2 separate regions of the Capsicum annuum genome follow, and region 1 is linked to region 2. Evidence: chromatin contacts called from public Hi-C data. All regions are on one chromosome and are shown on one strand. The core of a region is the stretch at or near the end of the contact, and the rest is flanking DNA. Distances in the headings are between cores, read along the strand shown.

Region 1 (6,820 bases), core at 981-3,480, 38 kb after region 2:
TAACAACCTCCCAATGTCAAGCCACAAAGCATTCTGTTGATGATGACAAACAATATAAAAATAAAATAGATATAGAGGAAACAACAGTATCGTAAAGGTGGAATGAAGGTTGAGATGAATACCTTGCCAAAAATAATTGCAAGCCAACCCAAAAGACAAAACAGCTCTGAGAAGCCCATTGCCTGCATGATAGACATAATAATTTGACTGTAAATGGAAAGTTGATGTTTAAACTTAGCGCAGATGTTTAAACAACCAATTGAGAACTTACACCTCTCCGGGCGAAAAGATCCGCTAGTTTCCCACTCATTACAGCACCTATCATCGCTCCGATAGTCCATATTGAACCAAATACAGAGTACTATAATTGTAAAAGATTACATACAGAATCAGAGTAAAAATTTTCAAGTACATTTGGCTATTTACAACTTGCTTTCAGTCAAGAATCACAGGAAATAAAGAATTCGACAAGATCGATCATAATTTCATTTAAGTGTTTGAAAACTCTATAGTTTTCCAGAAATTAAGTGAAGTACAAGTCATGCTACTCAATCATAACACTTCTGCTACACCTAATAACTTAATGCAGTTATCAAGTGCAAAAGGCACATACTCATACGACTAGCTTCAAGGTAAAACTTAGGTTCTCCTATATCCTTTTGTACTTATCTAATCTTAATTCTTGGTTCACTACTTGGTTTTTAAATTTTAAGTGCTTGAATTAGTGAGCAAATATGAAACCACTGCATCCTTAAAAGACTGAAGAGGTAAGTGAAGATTATGAAAAAAGTAGATATATGGCTTACTAGTCTATTAATGCATGATACATTATCTAATAAATAGTGTTAAATTAACATCTTAGTAATCATGGAAATTTTGGGTGAAACTTTGGATGTTATACTATACTTCCTCAACTTCAACTCCATTTCTGTCCATATTCTTTGTTGGTTTAAGTGAAATCATTCACAAGAGATGCTCTTGAATGTTTCTCAAAGGAAAATATTTTCCATGAAAAATGTGTTCTACAAGATTTTCTCGCTTATTTTCTAGTGTTCGGTAAATAAATAAAACACATTGTCTCGAGTTTTATGAATAATGTTACAACTTACCTCTGCCATGGAGAGAAAAAGTTCCTGTATTATTCCATTTTGGGCGGGTGAAGAAAATCCCACCTTCATATGAACAAACAACAGTCTTCATTAAGCAGATCAATTTTACCAGAATTAAAAATAACGAACCAGGTAACTTCTTCACATTAGAAACTTCATAGGCATGGTGTAATAGTCAAAACTTCAGGGGCAAATAATTGTACCATGAGAAACTTTAAGGGCATAAAAACATAAAAGCATCTTAGGATGCCACGAGACAAAACAAAAAGTACAACCAATTTATAAGCTGTTCATCATCATCCTGTTGTAGATCTATTGGAGTGTGGACCATTCCAAAATACTCTTACAAATTTACATTTCACATAAGCCAAAAAGCAAAGGCAAAATAGGGTACTAAATTTACACTGAAGTGAGTTACTTTTGTTCCATTTATAAGGCTTTTCTTTTTTGTCTTTGTTGAAATGCTTTGATAGCCATATAAATACCATCATACTATTAAGCTCACAAATTTTATGATCCCATTTACATATGATTTGAAATTGAAGTTTTGTTTGGACGTATAATTTGAATTTCTTAAATGATAGTTGAAGTTGATTTCATCTAGTAGATGAACCACAAGTTATGAAAACTATCAATTTTTTTTTTTTTAACTTTTATACAATCTAACCAAATTAGCAAACGAAATGAGTAACTGAAGGTCAAATAGCCATGGCACTTTCACTAAAACGTCATTACTAAAAGCAAAACCAATAGTAACATTTTATTCCACTTTTCATTTTTACAAAGAACTGAAACTAAGCAAAAAAAACACTTACAGCAGAACCAAAAACAAAGGAGCCGGAGACAGCAACCAAGGTGCTGAATACGACGGCGGCTGTTGCCGGCGCCGGCGCCGGAGTATCTCCACCAGTAGGAAGCAAAGGATCAGTGGTTGTAAATCCATCTTCTATTCTTTCCCTCTCCATTTAACTAACCTTACAGTCACTAACTTTAATTTCTCAAAAATATTATTTTTTGATTTTATGATGTTGTAATTGATAAGTCGAATCAATATATACAAGTGCTGCACTCATGTTCATCTTGACACAGAGGATAATAATTAAAAAGGAAAAAACATTATGTTTGAGTCCGTTTTTAAGACATATCAACGTCATTTATTGTCCAAATTTGCATAGTCAGCAATAGGCTGCTCTCATCAACTCGGTAAGTACTAGACTATGCTAATTAATTCAATTAATAAGCATTAAATCTAAAATCTTAAAATTCGTGTTTACTTCCAACAAATCAAGAGTACCTTATTAACTATACACATAATTGCACCTCTTTAAAGTTATACTTATATCTGTTACTTGAAACCATCCATCTTCAGATTTACTTACATTTTTTCCATTCGTTTCTATTTTATCAATTACACTTTTCTGCTTTATATATTGAGTCTTTCAACCCAAACGGATAACCAACTTCTTGGTTAATGCTTCTAAGAAAAGATGGTAATCATGTGCAAATCACTTTTTTTTTCCTTTCGAGGTCACTATTTTCTCTCTTTTAATTTCAATGTGTGTATTTTTTATAAACATACATGCTCCACAGTCAAAAAGTGTTACTTTTTAGGAGTATAAGATATTCTTATTCACGCAACTAACATTTTTTCGATGTGAATATTTTTTGCAGATTAGGATATTTAATTTATATATTAGTTTATCATGTTTTTTCGCAGGTTCTTCATCCATGTTTTTTTTATACATGTAAGCTTCAATTAGTATAACATTTCTGCATTTTATTTGATGAGCACCGTTATGGATTATGAGATTTTTCTTTTATATACTAACAGTAAAATACAAGCGTTTCTCTTTTTCTTTGATGTAGTGCCTTTTGAAAATTCAATATTTTTTTTTCTAGTCTTTTTAGTATATTTTTGTGTTGTATCTTGCTAGACTGAAGTATAGATATAGATTTGGTGTCATTAAAATATTTGATTAGACATAATTTACTTCATACCAATTACATTGGTGAAAGTTCTTCCTCTTTTTTTTTTTTTCATTTTTCAAAGAGCATTATTTTATTTTAATAATTTTCTACATGTGTCAAAATAGATGATTTTATAAGATGAATGATGAAAATATTGAAGTATATAGAAATAAATAATTTCAAGATGGGGGTCGATGAACATATAAAGAAGAGTTGTGTTTTGAATTTTTTGGACTACTAATATGAACAGGAACGAGAAAATAAAGTAGAAAAAGGAAATGGATGAAGTAGCAAAACAAAAAGAAGTAGCAACAGCAGAGAGAGGGAGTAAAAGGAAACAAGATAATCGGAGATTGGAGAGAAAATATTGACTTCACTAAAATTGAAAATTCTTTAATTAGAGGATTAACGATTGAGAAGGAGATTTAAAGAACGTGAATAGAAAAAATAATGATGTGCCAAAAAATAATTTGAAGAATAAAATTAAAACTCAAATATACATTTATTTTTTATTGCTACTTTTCTATTTTATTTTATTAGAAGAAAATAAGAGAAAATTTTCTTTTAGATTTACTATCTAATCATATAAAATAAAATAAAATACACGTGTGTTTATTTTTCAATGTTTTGTGATTTCACCCATATTGAGAATACATTTTTATATAAACGCGTATGAAAAGATTTGGTATCTCTTTTCTCTCAATTATATTGATAATAATAAATTTATAATCAATGCATATTTTTTTACCGCGCGAAGCGCGGACACATTCTCTAGTTTATTATATATTTTACAACCAATCAAATACATACAAGATAACAAGACAAGACAAAGGTATAATAAATATTTTAGAGGGCACCCTTGTGGTGTGGCTCACTGATTGGGGGTTGAAAACCCACCACAACTACTTGGGATCGATTCCCAGGTAGGGCCTTTGAGTCGAGCTTGTCGCATCGAGCTTGCCTAGTGCGGTTAAAATCGATTCCCAGGTAGGGTCTTTGAGTCGAGCCTATCGCACCGAACTTGTCTAGTGCGGTTAAAAACCCCTGATGTTACTTGCAGGTTGTGCACAAGGGGGTTTACCCAGTGCGCACATCCGAAGGGTGTAGTGGCTGCGGGTTTTCCTGGACTTTCCAAAATATATATATGTATATATTAAGATTGATTTTATGTATGGTTTTATATATTATCGATTCGATTTATTGATTTTTGGTTTGCCATCACGCTAAATTAATAACTACATCAATAAGATATTTATTATCAATTTTGGACCTTAATGGTTCGATTTATCAATTAAAAACATACTTTTTTATTTTGTTCCACCTTCTCTTCTTATTTTCATATGTTCATATATATAACTATCTTCATCCATAAAAGCCTACACAAAGTACCAATAGAAATAAATTTAAATATATTATTGCTAAAACAAACTTGTTTTCGTTTAGGTTCATGAGTGGCGAACTTGAATACAGTAGCAATCGATAGCGATCTCTCAAAAAGAAAATCAATGTAGGTTTATAGTTTATATTAATGGGTGGAAGCCAATAAGTTTATAATCAAAATGTGAAATCTAGCAGTAGCTAGATGAATTCAAGCAACCATCACTGATGGGAAACTTCCAGAAAGAGGGAAAAATTGAGAAGAAGAAATGTTTTTTTATTATTATTAAGCATTGTTTTCACAGTTACATTGACTCTATATAGAGAGAGGGATTATAACCGACTCAAGCTACACTTGCAACAGTTACAACTAATCTTGCCAGCTCATCAAGCAATACATTCCTTGTGAAGATATTTCAATACTCCCCCTCAAACAGAAATGTGGAAAACATTATGTACACCTAGTCTAGATATCAAGAACTGATGTTGAGCAGCACGCAGGCCTTTAGTGAAAACATCTGCTAACTGACAACTTGTGTTCACAAACTCAGGCCGAATCAGTCCATTTTTAAACTTCTCTCTTATAAAGTGGCAATCTAATTTAATATATTTGGTTCTTTCATAGAAGATGGGGTTGGAAGCTATTTGAATAGTTGACTTGTTATCACAATATAGAGGAACTGGAGTAGTTATATTGATCCCTAAGTCATTAATTAATCCAGTGATCCATACTATTTCAGCAACAGCAACAGCCATGCTCCTATATTCGGTTTCTGCAAAGCTCCTACTGACAGTGTGTTGTTTCTTTGACTTCCAAGAAATCAAACATTCACCCAATTTCATTACATACCCTGTAACAGACCTCCAAGTATTTGGACAAGCAACCCAGTCGGAGTTATAATATACAATTAACTGTGTCTTAGACCCTGCTGGGAAAAAGAGGCCAAGTCCTGGACTTCCTTTCACATATCTCAGAACTCTTAAGGCAGCTTCTTGATGAGGTTGTTTAGGTTTTTGCATGAATTGGCTAAGTACTTGGACAGCAAATCAAAGATCAAGCCTAGTAATGGTAAGATAAATCAGTTTTCCTATATGTTTCTGATAACTTGTAACATCTTTCAATAACTGATCATCAGTGCATCCCATCTGCTTATCACATTCCACTGTAGGTGCAAGTTTAGCACCACTCAATCCCACTTCTGACAAAAGTTTCAGTGAGTATTTTCTCTAATTAAGTATCACCCCCTTAGTTGATCTCATCACTTCTATGCCAAGGAAGTATTACAAGATCTTTGATCTTAAAATTCTTGTGTAGTGTAGACTTAGTGTCAGAGATCAATTGTGCATCATTTTCCGTAATCATCAAGTCATCTACATAAACAAGAATAATGACCTTTGCATCTCCTTTTTTCTTGGTGAACAGGGAGTGATCATGTGCATTTTGAACATAACCGACGCATGTTAATGCTTCAGTTAACTTGATATTCCATTGCATAGAAGCTTGTTTCAGGCCATATAGTGATTTAAGTAGTCTACAAACCTTTATCTCTTTTCCTTGTTGATGAAAACCTTGAGGCATATCCATGTAAACCTCTTTAACTAAATCTCCTTGTAGGAATGCATTACTAACATCCATATGAAATAAGGGTCAATTCTGTAATGCCGCAACACTGATGACAGTTCTCACTGTAACCATTTTTGCCACAGGTGAGAAGGTGTCATGATAGTCAAGCCCCTCCTTTTGGGTATAGACCTTTGCCACCAACCTTGTCTTGTACCTCTCTACATCTCCGTTTGCAGTTTACTTTATTTTATATACCCATTTGAACCCTATAGTTTTTTTTTTCTTGCTGGCAAATCTACTATCTTCCATGTGTGATTGTCCTCTAGTGCTGCAATTTCTTATTGCATAACTTCTATCCAATGTTTATCTTGTAAAGCCTCTTGAAAACTTTATGGTTCCACAGTTGAGAAGAGAGCTGCTAAATATGAGACATATGTAGGAGAAAGAGCTGTATATGATAGATAATTGACAATAGGATAAAGAGGTTGTTTTGTAGACTTTTTGCTCTTGTCAGTTGTAACATAATCTTGCATCCAAAGTGGTGGTTTAAGCACTCTACTAGGTCTTTTGTTGGACTCATCTGTAGATAAGAAAGGTGCAGAAGCTGTATGTTCTTCAATTTGTGTTGTAATCTCAATGTTATCAGGAATATGAGTAGTTGTTGATCCTGCTGGGACAACAACAGAAACATCAGTACCGAAAACATCAGTAGGCAGTGATGTTTCAGTAGTGATCTGAGGATCATTTATGGAGTGATCAATTGTCATTTGCAGAAGTGATCAGGTACTATTAGAAAATATTG
Region 2 (6,620 bases), core at 3,880-6,379:
TTTAATTTAAATAAAACTAATGTCCAATTTCTCATTTAATTATTATAATTCACCTAGTTGTTACACAGCGTTGCCTCCATACATGTAGATTATCATGGTGTCTGCCGTAGCATCTCCGATGACAATCTCTACTTCCTCCACGTGTCACCGGAAACTTCCACTCCGCAACATCTTCTTCTTCCTCTTCATCATCATTTTCTTCATCTGTTTCAATTACTTCCTCTTCATCGTCTAGACGTTCCTCTGTTTCCGCGGGAAAATAGTAATTTTCGTCTTCTTCTTCGAGGTTGCGAATAAAATGCAATCTCAACCGTCCATCTTGGCGGGAAGCACGGAGAGTTTCAGGCCGATCAATTTTCACCTCGGTCAATTCTAACCGTCCATCTTTCCTCACCGCACGCATGAAGAAATTGGGCTTTCCATCTTGGCTCAACGACGATAATGGCGGCGGAAACTCCTTCTTCTCTTTCTTCTCCCCAAAATTACTACTTCTTTGCCAGCACCTTGAATTAGTCCCAGACATATTACTAGTACAATTATTTGATTTCCTAGCAAACAAACCTAGTTCTTCGATATGATCAATTTGATCATCTACTGTCCTCTCATCAGAACTCTCAAAACCAAGACTCTCTGTACATGACATTAGTCCATCAACACTCCCGCCGACTTCATCTAAGAACCCAATTCCGCCGGGATCTTTCTTCGCCACAGCAGCTGGCGGTGTCATGTGGCCGGAGTCGACGTAACTGGTAGGCTTTTGAGTGTCAACTGCAGAGATGTCGCCGCCGATTGATGGGGTTGTGAGAATATTTATACGGGGGGTGGAAAGGTCCATCAGGGTTCCATTGTCTTTGGAATTTGATACACACAAGAAAGGGTGGACTTTTTTATTACAAAAGCTCGTCATCATAATGGTAGTATGTCTTTTGAGCTTAGCTTGCAAGATTGGATATATATAAGGGCTTTGAGATTTTTTTTTTCTTTTAAAAATAATTTTTGTAATGAATCTACTCATCAATAGCCTTAAACTTGTTCCGAGAATTCAGACCCAATTTTTTATTAGACACTTCAATATTAAAGAACATGTACTATTAAACATTTATGTGTGGTACAAAAAGTGTTGTGCACAAAAATCTTCTTCTTTTTCAGTTATATAAATCTCGAAAAAAGTATCATACATAAATCTCGGAATAAATAAGATGGTGTGACGTTTTTCTTATTTATTTCATTTAAAAAAGAAATTCTATCCCTCCCTAACTCAACATCTTTATCCTCATGACCTATACTTTGTGCCTTTCATGTCTAGAGCAGTCAAAGTTATGTTGGGCCGACTAAGTTCAACTCGTCTTTTGGTCGGAGTGAAGAAGTTTTTTTATTCGATTTGAGTAAGCATGCATGTTGATTAAGTGAAGCTTCAATGAACTAGATTGAACAGGTTTATATCTAACAAAATTATTTTTTGTGAGGTTATATTTAAGATATTTGCAAAAACTAATAATGATTTCAGATTAAGGTTATATAATTAAGTTTTTACTTGAAGTTGAATTTAATATGTATTGTATCAAAATTATTGCAATTTATTGATAGGCATAGGAGATTTGAGTAGCGAGTATATGCTAACGCCATATAAATATTATCTTGCAAATATTTATATTAATTTTTTTATTTTTTTTTTTGAAAATTATAAAATACATTTTTTAAGAATAACGGATTGGGCTTGGTCGATGCAGCTTGGTATCCACATAATCATAAATTGGAGGGGCAGTATTTTAAGGTCCTCACACTATAGATAAGAGAAGGATGTCATGTGATGTATTACATATTTTTAGGGCAGGGCAATGGAAATGGCAACGAGACTCACTCGACAACAACTTGTTCAATTTATTAGCCACTATTTTTCTTTAATTTAATGTCTCTACCAATTCTTGGTGTAAAACAACTACTACCTTATATTCAGCATGGAAATTTGCGAGTTTCTTTATAAAATATTATCTAAAAGATGATGACGACCTAATATATACTAAGAATTTTTATAGTAATAATATTATATATAACAAAAATTTATTTCCTCCGTTTCATTTTTAGTTGTCCCTCTTATTAAAAATAATAGCTTTAATTTAGTTGTCCAATTTATGAAGTTAAGAAAAGTTTATCATGTTCTTTCAATATTACCCCATCATTTAGTGACTACATAAAATATACAAATCTGTGTGCTTTCCCCTGCTTTCCTCTGCTTTATATTACTTATGGGTGCCGTATTTATGTTATGTAATCTGCTTCTGTGGTGCACTATGTGTTTGTGTGGTATCTCGTGCCTTGAGTCGGGGGTCTATCGGAAACAGCCTTTCTACCTCATTAGAGGTAGAGGTATGGACTGCGTACATCTTACCCCCCCAGACCCCACTAGGTGGGAATACACTGGGTTTGTTGTTGTTGTTGTTGAAACTGTTTGAATATGCTATATTTTAAATTGAGGGTTCATTAAAAACAATCCCTTTATATTTACGTGGCAAGAGTTAGGTCTGCATAGTCTCTATCCTCTTCAATTCATACTTATAGATTTAGTAAGCGTTTGACCATGAAAATTGAATTTTTTTGAAAATGGAATTGAAATTAGAGTTGGAGTTGTGTTTGGCCATGTCTTTTTGAAAAGAAAAATATAGACTTTTGAAAAAAAAAAATTAAATATAATTTTATATCCCCAATTTTTAAAAAACTATCAAAATCACCCAACTAACTAACTTATCTACTAACATACAACCAAATGTAATTCTTTCAAACTAGTTTAATGCCTTTAAAGCTATAATAGCTTTGAGTTTGAAGCACAATCCGACAAATTATTATACCCTTTGTTGCATCAAAATTCCATTTGGCTGCATGAACCAAACTGTTAATTCAAGTTCTTAAAACGTAACCTTGTTGTTAAAACTAGAAATAGAAAGAAAATCACAGGTTTTCGAAGAATAGAAACGAAATTGTCACTCATTAACAAATTCTCTTGAAACCTCCAAATGTTTCCTGATATAAACAACAGGAACTGTAAAACAAATGAAATCTTGATTCTTTTTCAACCCACGTAGCCACAGCAAAATTGGTGGTTAGCTGAAGTTAAAGAGGATATTTTTGTAAAAAAATTTAAAAAATTGTGGTTATATGTAATAATAACAAAAGTTGAAAATGAAATTGGAGAAAAGTAAAAACAACAAAAACTTAAAGGTCGTTTAGTCATAAAAATTATTCACTTTTTTTCGAAATATTTTTTCACTTAATAAAATTTGTGGTGTTTGGCCATAGAAATTCCAAAAACAATTCCAAATTTGTTTTGTGAAAAGTGAAAACAACTTTTTGTTGTTTTCACTTTTTTTCCAATTTCAATTTTTATTATTTCTACATATAGCCCCAATCTTTTTTAATATTACACAAAGCCTATTTTTTTTAATATAACTCCAATTGTTAACTGCCTATTTTTCTTTGCCCATTACATAATACTTACTCATCAAGAAATATGTACAATGGTTTACTATCTTGCCTATTAACTTCGTACAAATGCTTACTTGTTTGGATCAATTTGAAAATCTTGTCTTGCTGGTATGGTATACAAGATGTACCAAATCTTGTCTTGTTTGGATCAATTTGAAAATTTTGATTTCGTTTTTTTGAATTTCGATTTCAAATTTTAGAAATTCGATTAAACGGTTCGATTTTTTATTTTCCAAAAAAATGGTTAAATCGAAAAATCGAAATCAGTATAAATAATGTTTTTTGGGTTATTTCATTTCATTTCATCCATGGTGAGTTATTTATATTTGGAAATGAAAAATAGGTTTGAAAAAAAATTATATTTTCTAAACAAAATCATCAATTTTAAATGTTCAGTCATGACAAAGAAAAACTTACTACTTTAATCTTAAAAATCGAAATAAAAATTAGAAATAACCGAACCGAATTTATAGAAACTGAATCAAATCAAATTTATTTCGATTTGGTTACGGTTGTCATTTTTGTCAATCCAAAAATTGAAAAACTGAATCGATATTAGACAATCAAGTCGAACAAATCGAATGTCCACCCTAGTTGTATTGTTATTTGGTTAGCTGATGTTACAAAAAGGTTAATACCATAACAAAAATTATTTGAATCTTTCTCATTGTTTAAGAATCACATTTGATTGTATGTTAGTTAGTAGGTAAAGTAGTTATTTGGGCAATTTTAATAGTTTTTAAAAGTTAGGGACATAAAATTACATTTAAAAAATACTTTTCAAAAGTCAAAAAAAAATCTTTCAAAAAATACATGGTCAAACACAACTCCAACTTCAATTCCAACTCCAACTTCAAAAATCTTTAATTTTTATGGCCAAACGCCTACTTATTTTCACTTTTCAAATAACAAGTTGAAAATGTTTTTGGAATTTCCATGGCTAAACAACATAGTTTTTACTAAAGTGAAAAAAAAAATTGAAAAAAAGGGAAAAACTTTTTATGACCAAAATGGTCTCTTATTTTAGTAAACTAATCTTATTAATTATGTTTAAAAAATTTAAATTTATCTACAATTATTTATGTAGTCATTTAATGATAGAAATAAAATTGATAGCCAAAAAAAATTATTAATTTTATAAATCAATCAGATGAATTGAAATAAATATTTTAATAGAAGAGTTAAGTAAAATGAAATAAAAGGAGGCATTGTACACCATATAGTAGTGAATTGTTGTTGTAAAAGTTAAAGGAATGTGGGAACAAAGGAAGTTGTTTAGTTAGCATCATGTCAGAAGTCTTAGCAACCATTACAGTTGTGACTGACGATTGCAAATAATGTCCGTCCATTTGAGATCTGCTTGGACTCTTAAAAATCTCATCCAACTTACATTCTCTTTCTAATTGTTGATGTATGAATTATGATGTTGGGGGAATCTACATGGCTACAAACTACTCCACTGGCGAAGCTCAACTAGTACTCACTAACTAAACTTTCATTTAAATGATATATGATTTATTTTTTTTTGTATAGTAGCAACAGATAAATAGGTGGGAGGCAGAAAATATGGGTGGGGAAAGTATGGTGGAAAGAGGGCCAGGGCAGCAACAACAACAAGGGAAGAAATTGAGGCCAGCTATCTGAACTCTGAAGAGGCCAGGATTCCGTTCATTTGGGTCCCACTATCCATCCTTTCCCAACTTCCACACACCCACACCACATCCAATTAACTCGGGCTCGTTTGATAGCTGATTAGAGAAATTAATTCATAAAACAAAAAAATCACTTATAAATTTTTTCATAACTTAAATATCTATTAATTAAATAGATTTCTAAATTATAAATTATATTGTGCTAAGTTTATATATGAATAATTTATTTTTTAACTAGCTATCAGACATGATATTGCTTGGATAGAATTTAGTACTAGCATAAGATCTTTTAACCAATTACCCCTTATTTTCGTTACATCCTTGCTCACTCCTCTCATCGCCGGCGGACCTATGTATACACTATCGGTGCTTAAGCGTCCATTGCTTTTTAGAGAAACACTATTACTTATGTATAAAATATGGTAATTAATTTAAATATAGTGATTGAGCATCCACTCTATGTAGCAATTTTCATATTAAAAATACTTAAACACTTATGATTTAAAAATTTTGAATCCGCTAACGTCTCTTATTTATTTATATATTTCATATTTTTGACATATCCTAAAGTAACTTGCGTATTTCATCCTTTAAATATTCTTCGATTAAAAATACAAATGATCTTTACACTCAGAGGTGTACCTTCTTCGTATTCCGTACACCCCAGTTTGTGGTGATATTAGTTAACTGGATACAACAGTTTAGAAAGAAGAAAGAATTTTAAAATTTATAATTCAAAATAAATTTTTGATATTTGTATATTTATAAATAATAATTTTATCAAGAGTATGCAAATTAGCCAAGTACCGCACCACCAAAATCTTTATAAAAAACTTCTACATAAACTGAGTATAGACAGAGATTGAGTCAAAAATTTTGCTGAGAGATTCAAAATCTGAAGAAAAATTCATCGAATAAGGTTCAACATCAATAATATATACATAAGAATTATTTTAATTATATATTAATAATATAATTTTTAATCAAAGAAAGTTCAAATAAACCACAATTATTAGACTAGCTTCGTCCCTGACTAAAGGAGAATAAAACACTTCGGATATAATCATATATACTCCCATCCTTACAGTTTACTTGGTTCTTTAGCTTAAAATAATTATTTCAACTTATGAAGTCAAGAGAAATTTATCTTTTTTTTCTATAGCATTCCACTATTAAATTATGCCTAAAGTAATAGTAATAGATAAATTTAAATTGTTAAATTATAATTAATGAAGTTAGTTTAATAAAATAAACTCAATATATATATATATATATATATATATATATATATATTATTTTTTTTATAAAATATAGATGTAACATAAGTTGAGTAAAATAAAATCGAAAGTCTATATTTTATTTCAAGAAGACTGAATTTAAGTATACGGTGCAATTAGTTGATTCAAATTTCAACGTATATGTTGAATAAGGAGTTGACACATTTTGTGTGTGTATTCCTCAATTTAATTCCTGGTAGCCAACCTCCCC

The links. Hi-C and Micro-C count contacts between places; a contact is called where the count stands out from the background.
Region 1: a Hi-C map of leaf shows a contact between it and region 2, with 2.6 times the contacts expected there. The contact joins the promoter of LOC107839529 here to the enhancer-like site in region 2. A contact is called at or near these places in 2 of 5 Hi-C or Micro-C datasets (leaf and placenta).

The regions. Positions count from the first base shown.
Region 1 is chr8:152,048,600-152,055,419 of UCD10Xv1.1, forward strand. LOC107839529 (sugar transporter ERD6-like 5) reads right to left here and starts at 2,231. Exons shown (of 18, transcript XM_047394635.1): 1 at 1,925-2,231; 2 at 1,110-1,172; 3 at 272-361; 4 at 123-182; 5 at 1-33. The coding sequence starts at 2,074.
Region 2 is chr8:152,008,137-152,014,756 of UCD10Xv1.1, forward strand. It overlaps LOC107879800, which reads right to left and starts at 1,404. Exons shown (of 1, transcript XM_016726744.2): 1 at 1-1,404. The coding sequence starts at 1,015. The coding sequence ends at 50. Within about 2 kb of position 5,130, at least 4 of the 5 cell types and tissues checked have an H3K27ac peak or open chromatin away from gene starts, as enhancers often do. A contact at or near this core is called in leaf, where this site is marked.